Regions from separate parts of the Salmo salar genome. Here region 1 is linked to region 2. The links are chromatin contacts, called in public Hi-C maps. All regions are on one chromosome and are shown on one strand. Each heading gives the region's core, a stretch centred on a gene start, on an enhancer-like site or on the middle of the called end of the contact. The rest is flanking DNA. Distances are from core to core; before and after follow the strand shown.

What was found. Hi-C and Micro-C count contacts between places; a contact is called where the count stands out from the background.
Region 1: a contact with region 2 is called in a Hi-C map of muscle, with 2.2 times the contacts expected there. The contact joins two enhancer-like sites.

Annotation. Positions count from the first base shown.
Region 1 is chrssa13:60,552,325-60,559,610 of Ssal_v3.1, forward strand. It overlaps LOC106567530 (protein Jade-1), which reads left to right. Exons shown (of 13, transcript XM_045693416.1): 12 at 986-1,117; 13 at 7,140-7,286. Among protein-coding and RNA genes, the nearest start is that of LOC106567532, 54 kb to the right of the region's middle. Within about 2 kb of position 3,872, at least 4 of the 13 cell types and tissues checked have an H3K27ac peak or open chromatin away from gene starts, as enhancers often do. A contact at or near this core is called in muscle, where this site is marked.
Region 2 is chrssa13:60,477,501-60,484,428 of Ssal_v3.1, forward strand. The region is part of intron 5 of LOC106567530 (protein Jade-1); the gene reads left to right. Among protein-coding and RNA genes, the nearest start is that of LOC106567530, 65 kb to the left of the region's middle. Within about 2 kb of position 1,886, at least 3 of the 13 cell types and tissues checked have an H3K27ac peak or open chromatin away from gene starts, as enhancers often do. A contact at or near this core is called in muscle, where this site is marked.

The sequences.
Region 1 (7,286 bases), core at 2,622-5,121, 77 kb after region 2:
TTGGAAAAGCATTCCAGGTGAAGCTGGTTGAGAGAATGCCACGCGTGCGCACAGCTGTCAAGGCAAAGGGTGGCTACTTTGAAGAATATAACATTTGTTTAACACTTTTTTGGTTACTACATGATTCCATTTGTATTATTTCATAGTTTTGATGTCTTCACTATTATTCTACAGTGTAGAAAATAGTAAAAATAAAGAAAAATTATTGAATTAGTAGCTGTCCAAACTTTTGACTGGTACTGTATATTTACTGTAAGTGTGCTTGTTTGTGAGCGTACATGTGAGTATTTGTAATTGTGAGTGTTGGTGGGTTTTTTGTGTCACACAGTCCCCAATGACTATACACAAGAGCTGTGAAGAGAGATGGTGAAGGTTTTGACTGTGAGGGAGTTCTTTGGTCGGAGCGTTTCTGAGAAGTGGGACGGTTTCTCAGTTTTGTTTGTCAGGTTATGGGTCATTTCTCTCATCACAATGATTAGTCCAGCTGGTGGGGTAAAAGGTGCCATTCTGGGGTCAGATAGCTCAGTTTCTCTGTGTAGGGTTCACTCTGACTGGAGGAGAGGGTAACTTAACCCGGATGGAGACAAGGAGCCTCAGGGTACTGTTCACTGCTTAGTACTGACCCCCAATTTTAGCTTACGATAATGAAATCAAACATTGACTGCTACATAGCCTCCTCAGTATTTGACTGTTTACATTATGCAGCTGTATTTAACTGCTACACAGCATGTGTTCCAAATGGCACCCTATTCCCTATATAGTGCACTACCTTTGACTGCAGCCCTGCAGAATATAGGGAATAGGCTGCCATTTGGGGCACACGCGGTATGTCCCCAAGGGTACAGCCAGTCCGTTTAAAAAAAAAAGAAAATAGAAAACAGTAGTTGATCTATCTCATGAGAAAAAATATCCCAGTCTTGACCTGCCTCTCCATGACTTCATGCTTGGCTGGCTCCACTGCAATGTTGCTCTATTTCCTCTGCAGAGAAAACCATGACGGGTCATAAGGGAAGACAGAACGGGGTGAAGGAGAAGGGGAAGGAGCGGTGGAAAAGCAGTCCGGAGAAGAAGAAAGAGAGGTGGAAGTCTGACAACGGTTCCCTCCTCAAACAGCTAGGTAGGTCAAACAGCTAGGTAGGTCAAACAGCTAGGTAGGTCAAACAGCTAGGTAGGTCAAACAGCTAGGTAGGTCAAACAGCTAGGTAGGTCAAACAGAGCTAGGTAGGTCAAACAGCTAGGTAGGTCAAACAGCTAGGTAGGTCTGATACCACGGGGGTTTGTATCTGCTGGGAGTTTCCAGTTGACTTGATGACGGGTATAACACCCACTATCACACCTCCCCAGGCTTGTCCAGGCTGGCACCGTCTAGATCAGGGTGCCGACTCTACACCCTTCTTCTGAAGTGTGCACTTGCACACTCCCAGTAATTGATTTGAATGCTTTGGATTGGTGTGTAAGCATTGGCTTTCCAACATTGTTAAATCCATGACAGGGAGTGTGCAAGTGCACACTTTGGGGCGAAGTGTGGTGAATCAGGATGCAGCCTAGGTCTCCTCTGTGGATAACATGTCTGGAGAATACATCAGTATCAGTGCTGAGCGATTAGGACGTTTTTGAGGTTGTTTCGGGGCGATTATAAAAAAATGATCACGTTTTGATTATTTTGGTTGAATGCTGTAACACAGAATAAAATAATTTAATGAAAGTCCCATGATGCTAGTGACTGCCTATTACTGCTTATCACTTATTAACCATAATCTATTCACATTACTTTATTTAATAAAATATTTAATTTGTTATGTATATTTGTTTTATTTGATGACTTTATTTAATTCTAAGTCATCTCATCTCTACAGAGCTGCTGTCTATGCTGTCTGAAAAAAAATCTCTATTTTAGTAGTTCTTTGGAGTAAATAAGGCATACTTTTATGACTGCTGAATACCAGCTATCAATCACTTAGATCGTGTATTTTCAGGTAGAGATACCTCGCGAAGCAACAGCTGCTCTCTATATCACCTCACGATCGCATATTCTTCTGTCTCTTGAGTAGCAGGCGTAAAAGAAACAAAGCCCGGACAAGTAGATGCGCAATGGATTGTGGTCATTGTAGTTAGTTTAGCACATAAAACGTTGTAATTATGTAGAATATTATCCTGTTGGAAACTACAACTCCCTACTACATCGCACAGTTTGGGCTGGATCTGGTTTATATCTAGGGAAACTGCAATGTGCGCATTGAGCTTCGAAGGAAAACCGAACGAAATGGAATTCAAATAATTGAACCGACGTCGGTCAATTAGTTAAAAGAACCGACATTTCGGTTAATCGCTCGGCACTAATCAGTGTCCAAACTCTCCCCAGCTGATGATCACGATGAAGATGTTACAGTATCAACAGTCAGCAGGAATTTCCACGGTTACACATACTCAACTAGTAGCATCCTTCATCCCCAGACAATCTGTAGAACCAGTAACAGGGAATGGACTAGGAAACTGTTAGCCAATGTTGACGACTGTGGTTGTCCTGCAATATTTCACTTTCTGGGTCAATATCTATGACTAAGACGCTGATGTGATGCGAGTGGCTTGACCCCTTTTATTGGAGCTGAGAACCGACATATGGACATGGACCGGAGGAGCCTTTATGACCCGAGCCTTGGTAACAGTACCAAAGAAGAATCGTATCCCACGTGTGTCCAGAGAGCCCTCGACTCTTAAGAGCTCCTGTAGGACCGGTGCTTCCCAATGCCCATCCTTATAGTTCACTTTCAGCTTGTCGTTATGTTAACCACTCCAAAACCAGTAAACAGGTGGACCTGGTGAAGAACTTGCACGTGGGAACCTATTGTTACATTATAAGCAGTGCCGTATAGAACTACGGTTGTGCACACACACACTTCAGGGTCCACCTAACCCCAAGTGTGTGTGTGGTTTCTCAACAGAAATGGATGATGTAGTAGTACTGGTATTCTATTGTTCTTCCCGGACACTGTTTGCACTCTCCTGTTGGCTGGTGTGATATACAGTGTCATTGAGAGATGCCAGTTGAGTCCTTGGTGATGCCAGATCAGATATGGCCAGGCAGAGAGTTACTGAGAGGAGTCGCAACTATAGCCACGGAAACACATCTGTTTGCATGGCTTGGTGCAGTTGTAGCTTCTCAGGTGTACATAAAAAAAAAAAAACAACGTCAATATTATTTTCAGGGTTAAAGGGGTAGAGGTTATTCCTCATGGTGTGGGCCCAGTGTCCCTGCCCGCCACCTTGTTTTTCAGAGCGCCTTGGGCGGGGTGCGTTGTGTTGCGTGCCCCCCTGCTAAGGCAGAGCTGCTCTCTTTAAATCCCCGGGCTTTAGTGTGTGACCTTCCCTCACGGAATAGGATAACCCAGGGGGTCAGAGGGTAGGGGAGAGCATCTCCAGATAAGGCAGCGGGACAGAGGCTGGGAGAGTCCCAAATGGCACCCCTTCCTCTATATAGCGCACTAGTTTTGACCAGAGCCCTTTGGGAATAGGGTGCCAATTGGGGCGCGGACGGATACTGGCATCTGGCCACCGTGATAAGCCTGTTGTAACATGACCCCTGGGTGGCAGACAGAGTGGAGTAGAGTACCTCTGAGTGTTATAGTGGTGAAATGGACTGCAAGGCCTTCTGGGTGTTGATATTGAGAGGGCTGGATAATGACTAACTCTCTCCCCAGACTGATACTTTGGGCATCGTTTTAACACTTCATTTGTGTTTCCGCCTCTAAGTTCTTCAGGCATGGAGTTTACAGTGCTCTCCGTCTCTGACTCGCACTGCTCACTCCCCTCTCTTTCCCTCGCTCCGTGCGTATGCGGGGTTGTCAGGGCGACAGTTGGCACCTGAGAACAATTGGCACACTGTAGCGGGGCCTGCACAAACACAAGTCTGGCTCTGCCCCAGCCAGCGCATTCCTGGCCCTTTCTAGCCTAGCCTAGCCTAGCTTAGCCTCCCTCCCTCCCTCCTGTCCCTGCCTAGCCTAGTTTAGCCTCCCTCCCTCCTGTCCCTGCCTAGCCTAGTTTAGCCTCCCTCCCTCCTGTCTAGCCTAGCCTAGCCTAGTTTAGCCTCCCTCCCTCCTGTCTAGCCTAGTCTAGCTTAGCCTACCTCCCTCCCTGGCCCTACCTAGCGTAGCTTAGCCTGGTCTGGCCCTGTCCCAGCCAGCGCATTCCTAGCCCACTCGGGTCTCACCTAGCCTAGCGTGGGCTGCTACCATACCGCAGCAGCCTAGGCCCCAGGGCTGCTTTCACCGGGTCCAAGGAGCAGAGCCAGGAGAGTGGCTGCAGCCAGCAGACATGCGCAGCGGGGTGGGTTGGAGATGAAGAGGAGAGGTGGAGCAGAGTGGGTCACGACCAGCCCCCGCCCTCCCTTGGCTCTTTTCCAACTCTGTTCCCTCCCTCCCTTTCTGTTCCCCCATCCCTTCCTCCTCCCCTTCTCTCTATTCCCCCCTGTCCCCTTCTTTCTGTCTCTCCTCTCTCCCCTTCTCTCTATTCCCCCCTCCTTCTCTCAGTTTCTCCTCCCCCCTTCTCTCTATTCCCCCCTGTCCCCTTCTTTCTGTCTCTCCTCTCTCCCCTTCTCTCTATTCCCCCCTCCTTCTCTCAGTTTCTCCTCCCCCCTTCTCTCTATTCCCCCTCCCTCCCTCCCTTCTCTCTGTTCCACCACCTCTCATTCCCTCCACACCTCCCTCCTCCCCTCTCTAGTCTCCTGTCTCCAGCAGAGGCGCTGGTGCTGTTGCTGCGTCATGGAAACAGCTGGCCTGGGGATGCTGATCCAATCACAGCAGCTCCTCCTGACCACCTGGTGGGCACAGTGCCTTATGGACTGAAGGGGGAGGAGGAGGGTGACTGGCTAGAACGGAGGGTAGAGGATGCATCCCAAATAGCACCCTAGTACCTATTTAGTGCACTACTGTGCCATTTCGGATGGACCCAATGCCTTTCCAATAGGAGTAATCCGTTGCTGGGTAAATGACAACGGAGATGCATTGTCCAACAAAAACACCCAAACGGTCTGTCTTTTTACATAAGCAACTCGTCCGACAATACTTGACTTTAGTTGTACTTTTGATGGACAAAAAAAAAACGGACAATGATGACGGTCATAGACGCATGAACCCGGATGAAATGGTATGAGTGTGGCCATAGCCTTAGGGAGTGTGCTAACAGGAAGATTTAGCAGGTGATGACTCGGTCAGGAATGTTGAGTGTTGTGTTGGTGTGACCACCTGGGCCCTATGTGGTCTATAGGAACCCGGTGCAGTAGATGGTAGTGGGGAGGTAAGGTGTGCTGACTAGCATCTCAGTTTGCGGGGAGAAGTACACTTGTTTTCCAATCTTCTCTCCCTCCGTCCCCACACCCCTACCTCCGTGTCTCTGTGCTAAGATGTTGACATGCCCAGCAGAGAGCGTCTCTCAAGTTGATCCTCCTCTCCTCCCTCTATCGCTCCCTGCCTCCTCTCCTCCCTCTATCCCTCCCTGCCTCCTCCTCCCTCTATCCCTCCCTGCCTCCTCTCCTCGGTTGTGTTCCCCCCACACTTCAATAGGGGCTGTGGTGGAATTAGCCCTCTCTGTTAATGACTGTGATTTAAAAATGCTATTCTAAGTAGGAGCTTCATCCAATTAAACAGGCTGGCTGGCTGGCTGGCTGGCTGGCTGGGTGTGTGGAGCTGGAGCCAATTGCACCACTGTTAATACTCTGTCCCTATGCCAGCCAGCACCTTACTCATCACCTGAGGAGATAGACACCACTCCACACCAGACAGAGACACACATTTAAGGAGGTTATTGTAGCTCATTGAAACAACACCACACCTATAGGGTTTAAATGTATTTTCAGCAGGTCTACCTTTTAAAAGAGGTGTGTGTTTGTGTGTGTGCGTGCGTGCGTGTGTGTGTGTGTGTGCGTGCGTTCAAGCTCTGTTGTTTGTTGGAAGGTGTGTAAAATCCTTTGTGAACACTGGCTCATGGTGTTTTGGGTTGACAGGAACCCAGTGGTTCTGGTTTCTGGTTTAGGGGCAGGGTTCGGGAGTGGAGAGTGTTACCCAGCGTGCTGTCCCCCTGATGCATCTCCCAGACCGTGGGAGATGGACTTCATGGGATTGGAATACGGGTGGTGGATGGAGCTCTGTCTCTAGGTGTGTTCTGAATAGCGCCCTATCCCCGGCCTATGTAATGCAACCCTACGGGCCCTGGTCAAAAGTAGTGCACTACATAGGGAATAGGGTCCCATTTGCGACACCTCCTGGCACCAGTGCGTTTCCCTCCCTCCTTCCCTCTATTTCCTGTGAGAATCGGTGTTCCCGAGCTGCAGAGAGGCTCTGGCAGCCAACTCTGGGCCGTAATGACAGACAAGGAGCCATGCAAATCTCCTAATTATATACACACACAGCATGCATTGTCTCCAAAAGCTGCGTTTGACAGTGAACGTCCCTGGTGGTGGTGGTGACAAAGCACAGACAGACAGACAGACACAGAACGGGACTAATGCATTGTTTAAACTCACACAGGAAGTGGGGTGGATAGGGTTGAGTCCCAAATGTGCCCTTTCCTCTACGTACTGCACTACTTTTGACCAGGGCCCATAGGGGTCTGGTTAAAAGTAGTGCACCATATAGGGAATATGTTGATATTTTGGACTCACACCCTACCGCCTGTTAAATGATTGATTCGGTGAAAGAAAGTCTGGTCAGGTTTAGCGTCACGACTCCAACCACAAATCCCCCGTACTGTGCTTTGTCACCCAGTCCTACGCTGTCTTCCTATGTTTTACAGGTTTGTTCCAGACTTCCTCCCAGAAGGCTTTATGTTTTGGACGGAACAGTTGATCCTACTAACCTCCCACAGACATTCATGAGATATAAGAATCATCTGTATAACAAGGGTGTCAAACTCAATTCCTGGAGTGCTGTGTGTCTGCAGGTTTTCAGTCCTCCCTTGTTACTTAAGTGATCAGTTAAGGTCAATGATCACTTAAGAACTCCCTTTTACCAGGTTGTCTAGGTCTTCATTGGGCACCAATTGAAAGGAAATAACATAAAGTTGCAGACACACGACCCTCCTGGAATTGAGTTTGACGCTCTAGACTGATCCTCTATGGTCCTCTCACCTGTCCATCTCTCCCCCAGGTTTCCCCAAGACCTTCCCTCTGGACAACTCGCTGTTTGACAGCTGGCTGGCCCAGTCGGTGCAGATCACGGCTGACGACATGCTGAGCCAGTGGGCCCTGGACGCCGGGCAGCACCGTGACAAGACGGCCAGCTTGCTGTCTGACC
Region 2 (6,928 bases), core at 636-3,135:
GTAGATCAGTGGCACAAAATCTACATGTAACCCATTTCAAAGTCAGGCTCTTAACGTGTGTGTGTGTGTGGGGGGGGATGTGAATACTTTCTGAAGGCATTGTATGTGCACCACATTTTCTTCTGCCTGCCCCCTCTCTCCCTCGCGCTGGCTCGCTTGTGGTGTGTTCATTACACTGATTCTGAATTTGTCCAGTAGAAAGTCACGTTTTAGTTGCAAAACATTCTAGTTTTGCAACTGTTTGGACTAATGATTATACCCCTGCTCTTTCTCTTCGCTAGTGATGCCAGTGTGTGTTCAGTCTTCGGTCTGTAGAATATCCTAGCCTATTCATTGATGATGGGCCCTGTTTAACTGAAGTTGCGAGGCATTGCAAGCCAAGACATTGCGAGATACAGCATATGGTTGCCGGTAGAAAGGCCAAGTGCACTGTTCTGAATGTCTGCCTGGTGGCCGACCTGCCTCTACTGTGCCCCTCCCCTCTCTCTCCGTCCCTCGCTAGCTCACTATGAAAGATACAAGTGTTTGGTCTCGGAAGTATGGCAACTCATCAATCTCCTCCGTTCCAAAAATAGTCAATTCCTAGAGGAATCGATTCTTGACACTCGTAAATGGAAGTCGATAGCGGGAGTTGACGTGCAAGGAGTCGAGAAATCAATTATTTTGGAGTCGACTCTCCACCACTTTGTCACCATCCATTAAACGTTGAAAAAATGGCAGAGAAAGGCAAGCGACAGCAGCAAAGTCCTGTATGGTAATACTTTGAAAAGTTAAATGAGAAGGAAATGCAAACTTTGCAAGGTTGAATTGAGGTACTGTAATGGTAGTGCAGGTACAATGCTTGACCATCTGAAAGGGACACCGTGAGACCCAAACTGTTTCTGGCAGCAGCACAGCTGCATTGTAAATTCACATGGAATTTTATGAATTTTTCTTATTGTTTTAACGGAAAAGCGAGTAAAAAGAAATGGCAGTTTAAACGTCAACACATCTCCTCAGTCCTCACCACCTGTGCCCCCCGGGGATTTGACCAGTTGTTAACGTGTTCACAATGACGCAATTAAGGAGGACAGCTTCTTGCGAGTTTTAGATATTCCCACCAGAAACTCCCATGCAAAGGCCTCTCTTCTTCACTAGGACGAAATGAAAAGAGCTCAGCGTATTTAGCGCTCCCTTTTAGTTCATATTCATGATCGGCATATGTTTTCCAGCACCGACTGAGAAATACTTTTCTCTCCAGCTAAACTCGGGGCCTAAAGCATTATTGAGAGGATCTCCACTGGTTCAAGATGCTCCCAAATGGCACCTTATTCCCTTTATAGTGCCGTACTTTTTACCAGGGTGCATAGGGGCCCGGCACTCATTTTGAGTGCCTGTATAATTATAATTTTTTGAACAAATATTCCATATGGGGTGCCAGTACTCAAGCGGTAGAAAATTCCAGGTTGCAGTACTTTTGTACCCAGCCTAATTCAATAACTCCACTCTTTATGCCATACATTTTCATCAACTTTCTGCGTGTGTGGAGATGATTGATGATGGAGACTGGTGGATGAATGCAATGCCTGCCTGGCTGTTTTTATGGTGCTTTACCTGGAAAAGAGCAATAATGGGAGAACAGAGCTTTCTGAGAACTGGTCTTTCTTTGTTAGATCACCATCTCTACCAGGAAGCGGTAACATGTAGCCTAATCACTTATACAAACAGGCAGGCGCGTGCACACACATACATGAAAACACAGCACACACACTTGCACAACACACACACACACACACTCCAATTTGTGAATACAGTCCATACATGTAATGAGGACTCGGGCACTCAGAACATGAGCAATAGCTTGCTTTCTCTTGCAATCACTAGACAACTACACGCAAATGTGCAGGTGCATTGAATAGAAACTTGTGGTACATAAGTACTGACACACTTTCATTTTCATAAACACCCTGTACGTACACACACACACACACACACACACACACACACACACACACACACTCATGCAGTGCTGATAGATAAAACCACTCTCAACATGTTTTCCAACGCTTTGTATTTCCTTATTTTCTTCCACCTGTTTGATTGAATAAGAATGGTGGAAAATATATAAATGAGCTGTACAGCTGCTGTACACAGAAATGAATGTGTGTCCTGCAATAAGGATTTGGAACTGGCAGAAAACAATGGAGGCGTTTCCCCTTTCTCTCTCTCCCTCGCTCCATCTTTCTCTCCCTCTTTCTCACTTCTCTTGCTCTCTTGCGGACTGATGTTGCATAATCATTTATGTAAAGAGGTATTCGTTCTTCCTCTAGAGGGTTTGTGTCTTCAACATACTAACCTGCCGTTAAGCGCTAGCTAGCTAGCTAGCAGCCTGACTGTTAGCATACGTGTAGCCTGTTTAGCAGCTAGCTTGACGCTTCCCTGCCTGCTTGCCTGGCACTCCCCCCTCCTTTTTAGCCTCCTAATTAAGGGGACAGACACAGGGAAGCTAGCTCTCTGGTGAATTTCTTCACACTGCAGTGTTTTAGCAACAAAAAAGGAGGGGGGACAAAAGGGAGGAGGTGGATGCAAACACTGAGGGAGCTGTGAGACCTAAAGCAAGGTCCTGGCGCGGTGCCAGTCCTGCTCTGGGCAGCAGCAGCCTCTCAGCCTTCCCTTCCCTGTCTCCTGGCTCGCAACTGACTCAGTGGAAAATGTGAATGAAAACAATCCCCAAGCCCCTAACACAAATCACTTTTCCCCCTACCCCACTCCACCCCTCAAAACCCCCCAAGCGGGATTATTATGTGCCTTTTTTGGGGGGAGTGGGAAGGGGGCTTGCGATTTAGTGTTTTTCTGTGTAGGGTAACTGCCAGAGTTTTGGGAAGAAGAAGAGAAAACAAATGTGGACGAAAACAGAAAAAAGGCTAGTAGGAAGCGCAGTAAAACCCTAGCCGGCTAGACTGATTCCTCTTGTTGTGAGAGTGACTCTATAGTAAGGAGGCACAGGAATATGGCTCTTAATAAGGCTCAGCCATATCCATGACAACACGCTTGGCATTCCTGGGCAGACCGCATTGGCATCTGAAGGAATCACAAAATGGCAGCACACAAAAAGACTCAGTCGGGGCTCCGGTTAACCCTCTGTGTGCCACGCCTGACGACTTCGGAGAAAGAGACACTGTTGTTATCTGCTTTCTGACGGATTTTGTCTAGTGCTTGATTAGAATAAAAAATGATCCCCACATTCTGATTCGGTTTAGGCTAGTTGTCATTGTGAGAGAGGCTAAATTGTTTGTGTTCTCAAAGTGACTATCCAGCATTAACATCTAAAGTGCAGAGGCATTGTTTTTACATTTCCCGGTTCCTCAAAGAATGAATGAAATGACAAATTCCTCTTGACCCCCTCCAATTCATTCTGTTATTAGAACAAGCCTTTTCACTAAAGGGATGAGTCCCAAATGGCGCCCTACTCCCTACATACTGCACTACTGTTGACCAGAGCCCTATGGGTCTAGGGCTTTCATCCATTTTGTCACTGGAACATTTTAATGTCATATCTGACTGAGAGGGTTGCTATGACTCGCGTTAAACAATGTGCCATTTCCCTATCTCGGCGGGGATTTTACTCTGCTGGGGGAAGATACTGATGCATCACAGTATCTTTCTGATGATTTCAGTTTGTCTGTCTCTGTCTGTCTGGGTCTTCCATCTCTAATAATTCTCTTCCTCTCCAGCATAGGTCAGGTCAATGTTGTGGCTAGTTAAAAAACCACACACACACACTAGTGATGCGCGGGTTGAATCATAACCGTGGTCCCAGCGGTTACATCCGCTGGGCGGACTGGTATACGGTCATTAAATATTGTGTGGCTGAAGGGCGGGTGGGTGGCGGGCGGGTTGAATAAAGAGAAACAAAACCTTAATTAATTTTTAATGTATAATTGTGCAATTTTATATACGCTACATTGAGGTTTTTCTTTTCTTTTTGGCTATCTGGTATTACTGCATAAGCCTACATTTTAGGGCTTAACTGTACACGCGCCAAATAGCCTGCACAGCCAATCTTCAGATAACTTTTTCTGCCCTTCCCAAAAGCATTAACGTCAATCTGCGGAGGCAAAAAGGAGATTGACGACGTTTAATTCAATAAGACAAAAGCTGCGAAAGGTGAGTTGAAAATAAAGGGAAGGGGAGGGCCAGAAAAGAAATGCCTGGGAAATATTTGGTGAAGTGGTAAAAGAGGATGCTATGTGATGATTTATGAGGCTCTATCCCAATTGGACAGGATTTTGAATAGGCCTATGGCATGTCAAGGGGACTGTAGCCTGCTGTTTTAGTTGAGTTAAATGGGAACTAAAATCTGGACATTGACTAACCAGAATAAACGACTGTTTTTGGGCAAACTAAAGTCCTGTGATAATACTAGTCCCGTGCGAATCGACATCCCTGTGTTTTGAGAAAATGGCTGAGTTTTACAGGTGTTACTCGCGGTTTGAGCAAGAAAACAATAACTGGTTCGATAAATTGAACGAAGTGCTGCGCGTAGTGCAGTCGGAAAGTATTCAAACCCCTTGACTTTTTCCACATTTTGCCTTATTCTAAAATTGATTAAATGAAAAATGTTCCTCAATCTACAAACAGTACCCCATAATGACAAAGCAAAAACAGGCTTGTAGATAGTTTTTTACCTTTGCAAAAATATCACATTTAAGTAAGTATTCAGACCCTTTACTCAGTACTTTGTTGAAGCACCTTTGGCAGCGATTACAGCCTCGAAGTCTTCTTGGGTATGACGCTACAAGCTTGACACACCTGTATTTGGGGAGTTTATCCTATTCTTCTCTGCAGATCCTCTCAAGCTCTGTCAGGTTGGATGGGGAGCGTTGCTGCACAGCTATTTTCAGGTCTCTACAGAGATGTTCGATCGGGTTTAAGTCCAGGCTCTGGCCGGGCCACCCATGGACATCCAGAACAGAGAATCTTGTTTCTCATGGTCTGAGAGTCTTCAGGTGCCTTTTTGCGGCCTGATTGGTGGAGTGCTGCAGAGATGATTTTCCTTCTGGAAGGTTCTCCCATCTCCACAGAGAAACTCTGGAGCTCTGTCAGAGTGACCATCGGGTTCTTGGTCACCTCCCTGACCAAGGCACTTCTCCCCTGATTGCTAATTTTGGCCGGGCTGCCATTTCTAGGATGCAATGTCAACTGTGGGACCTTTATATATACAGACAGGTGGGTGCCTTTTCAAACCATGTCCAATCAATTGAATTTACCACTGGTGGACTCCAAGTTGTAGAAACATCTCAAGGATGAGCAATGGAAACAGGACGCACCTGAGCTCAATTATGAGTCTCATAGCAAAGGGTCTGAATGATTATGTAAATAAGGCATTTCTGTTTTGAATTTTTAATACATTTTGCCTTGTCATTATGGGGTATTGTGTGTAGATTGAGGATTTGTTGTAACGTAACAGAATGTGGAAAAGGTCAAGGAGTCTGAATACTTTCAGATGGAACTGTGTGAAGGGCCTACATGTATCAACTTAGAGGCATTGCCTGATGTGAACCATGCCTTGAACAAAATAGGTCTCAGAAGATCTAAGATTAAGAATTGTTGCCTTGCATAAAGCTGGAAAGGGTTACAAAAATATTTCTAAAATAAAGTCCATGACTGCAAGAGCACAGCACAGAATGCTTAATGAGGTTAAGAAGAATCCTAGAGTGTCAGCTAAAGACTTACAGAAATCTCTGGAACATGCTAACATCTCTGTTGACGAGTCTACATACCTAAAACACTAAACAAGAATGGTGTTCATGGGAGGACACCATGGAAGAAGCCACTGCTGTCCAAAAAAAAACATTGCTGCACGTCTGAAGTTTGCAGAAGTGCACCTGGTTTTTCCACAGCGCTACTGGCAAATTCTGTGGACAAATGAAACTACAGTTGTTGTTTGGAAGGAACACACAACACTGTGTCGAGGGGGGGAAAAAGGCACAGCACACCAACAAAACCTCATCCCAACTGTAAAGTATGGTGGAGGGAGTATCATGGTTTGGGGCTGCTTTGCTGCCTCAGGACCTGGACCGCTAGCTATCATTGACGGAAAAATCAAGTTCATGAAGATATTTTGCAGGAGAATGTTAGACTATCTGTCCGCCAATTGAAGCCCAACAGATGTTGGGTGACGCAACAGGACAACGACCCAAAACACAGAAGTAAATCAACAACAGAATGGCTTGAGCAGAAGAAAATACGCCTTCTGGAGTGGCCCAGTCAGTCCTGACCTCAACACAGTTGAGATGCTGTGGCATGACCTCGAGAGCAGTTCACACCAGACATTCCAAGAATATTGCTGAACTGGAACAGTTTTGTAACGAGGAATGGTCCAAAATTTCTCCTGACCGTTGTGCTGGTCTGATCCGCAACTACAGAAAATGTTTGGATGAGGTTATTGCTACCAAAGGAGGGTCAACCTGTTATTAAATCCAAAGGTTCACATACTTTTTCTTGCCACTGTACATAACCAATGTTCTCTGGTAGTATTAGTCCCTTGTGACAAATAGGGCTATAGCCTTAATAGTAACTCCTGCAGAATGAAGCATTCACACCAAATGTAGGATTCATTTGTACTTTGGAACAGAAGTTGAGAAATATAATTCATTTCTTTCTGCTTCTTGAGAGAATGCTCAGTTAGATATCATTTGTAGAGGTGCTGTCTTCATCATAAAAGCTGATCATATTTCAAGCACATTAAATATGCATCGAAGCCCAACTGAAATCTTATCAAAACACGTTGGGTCGTTTTCACACATTTCTTTCCTTACAACTGGTCAAACTAATGTCATTTAGACATTTTCCACAGAAAATCTTTCCCGTTTTTTTTTTTGTTGCTTTATTGTATTTTCTCCCCAATACCTAAGCTTCTTTGCTCCGTGAAAGATGAGAGGGAACT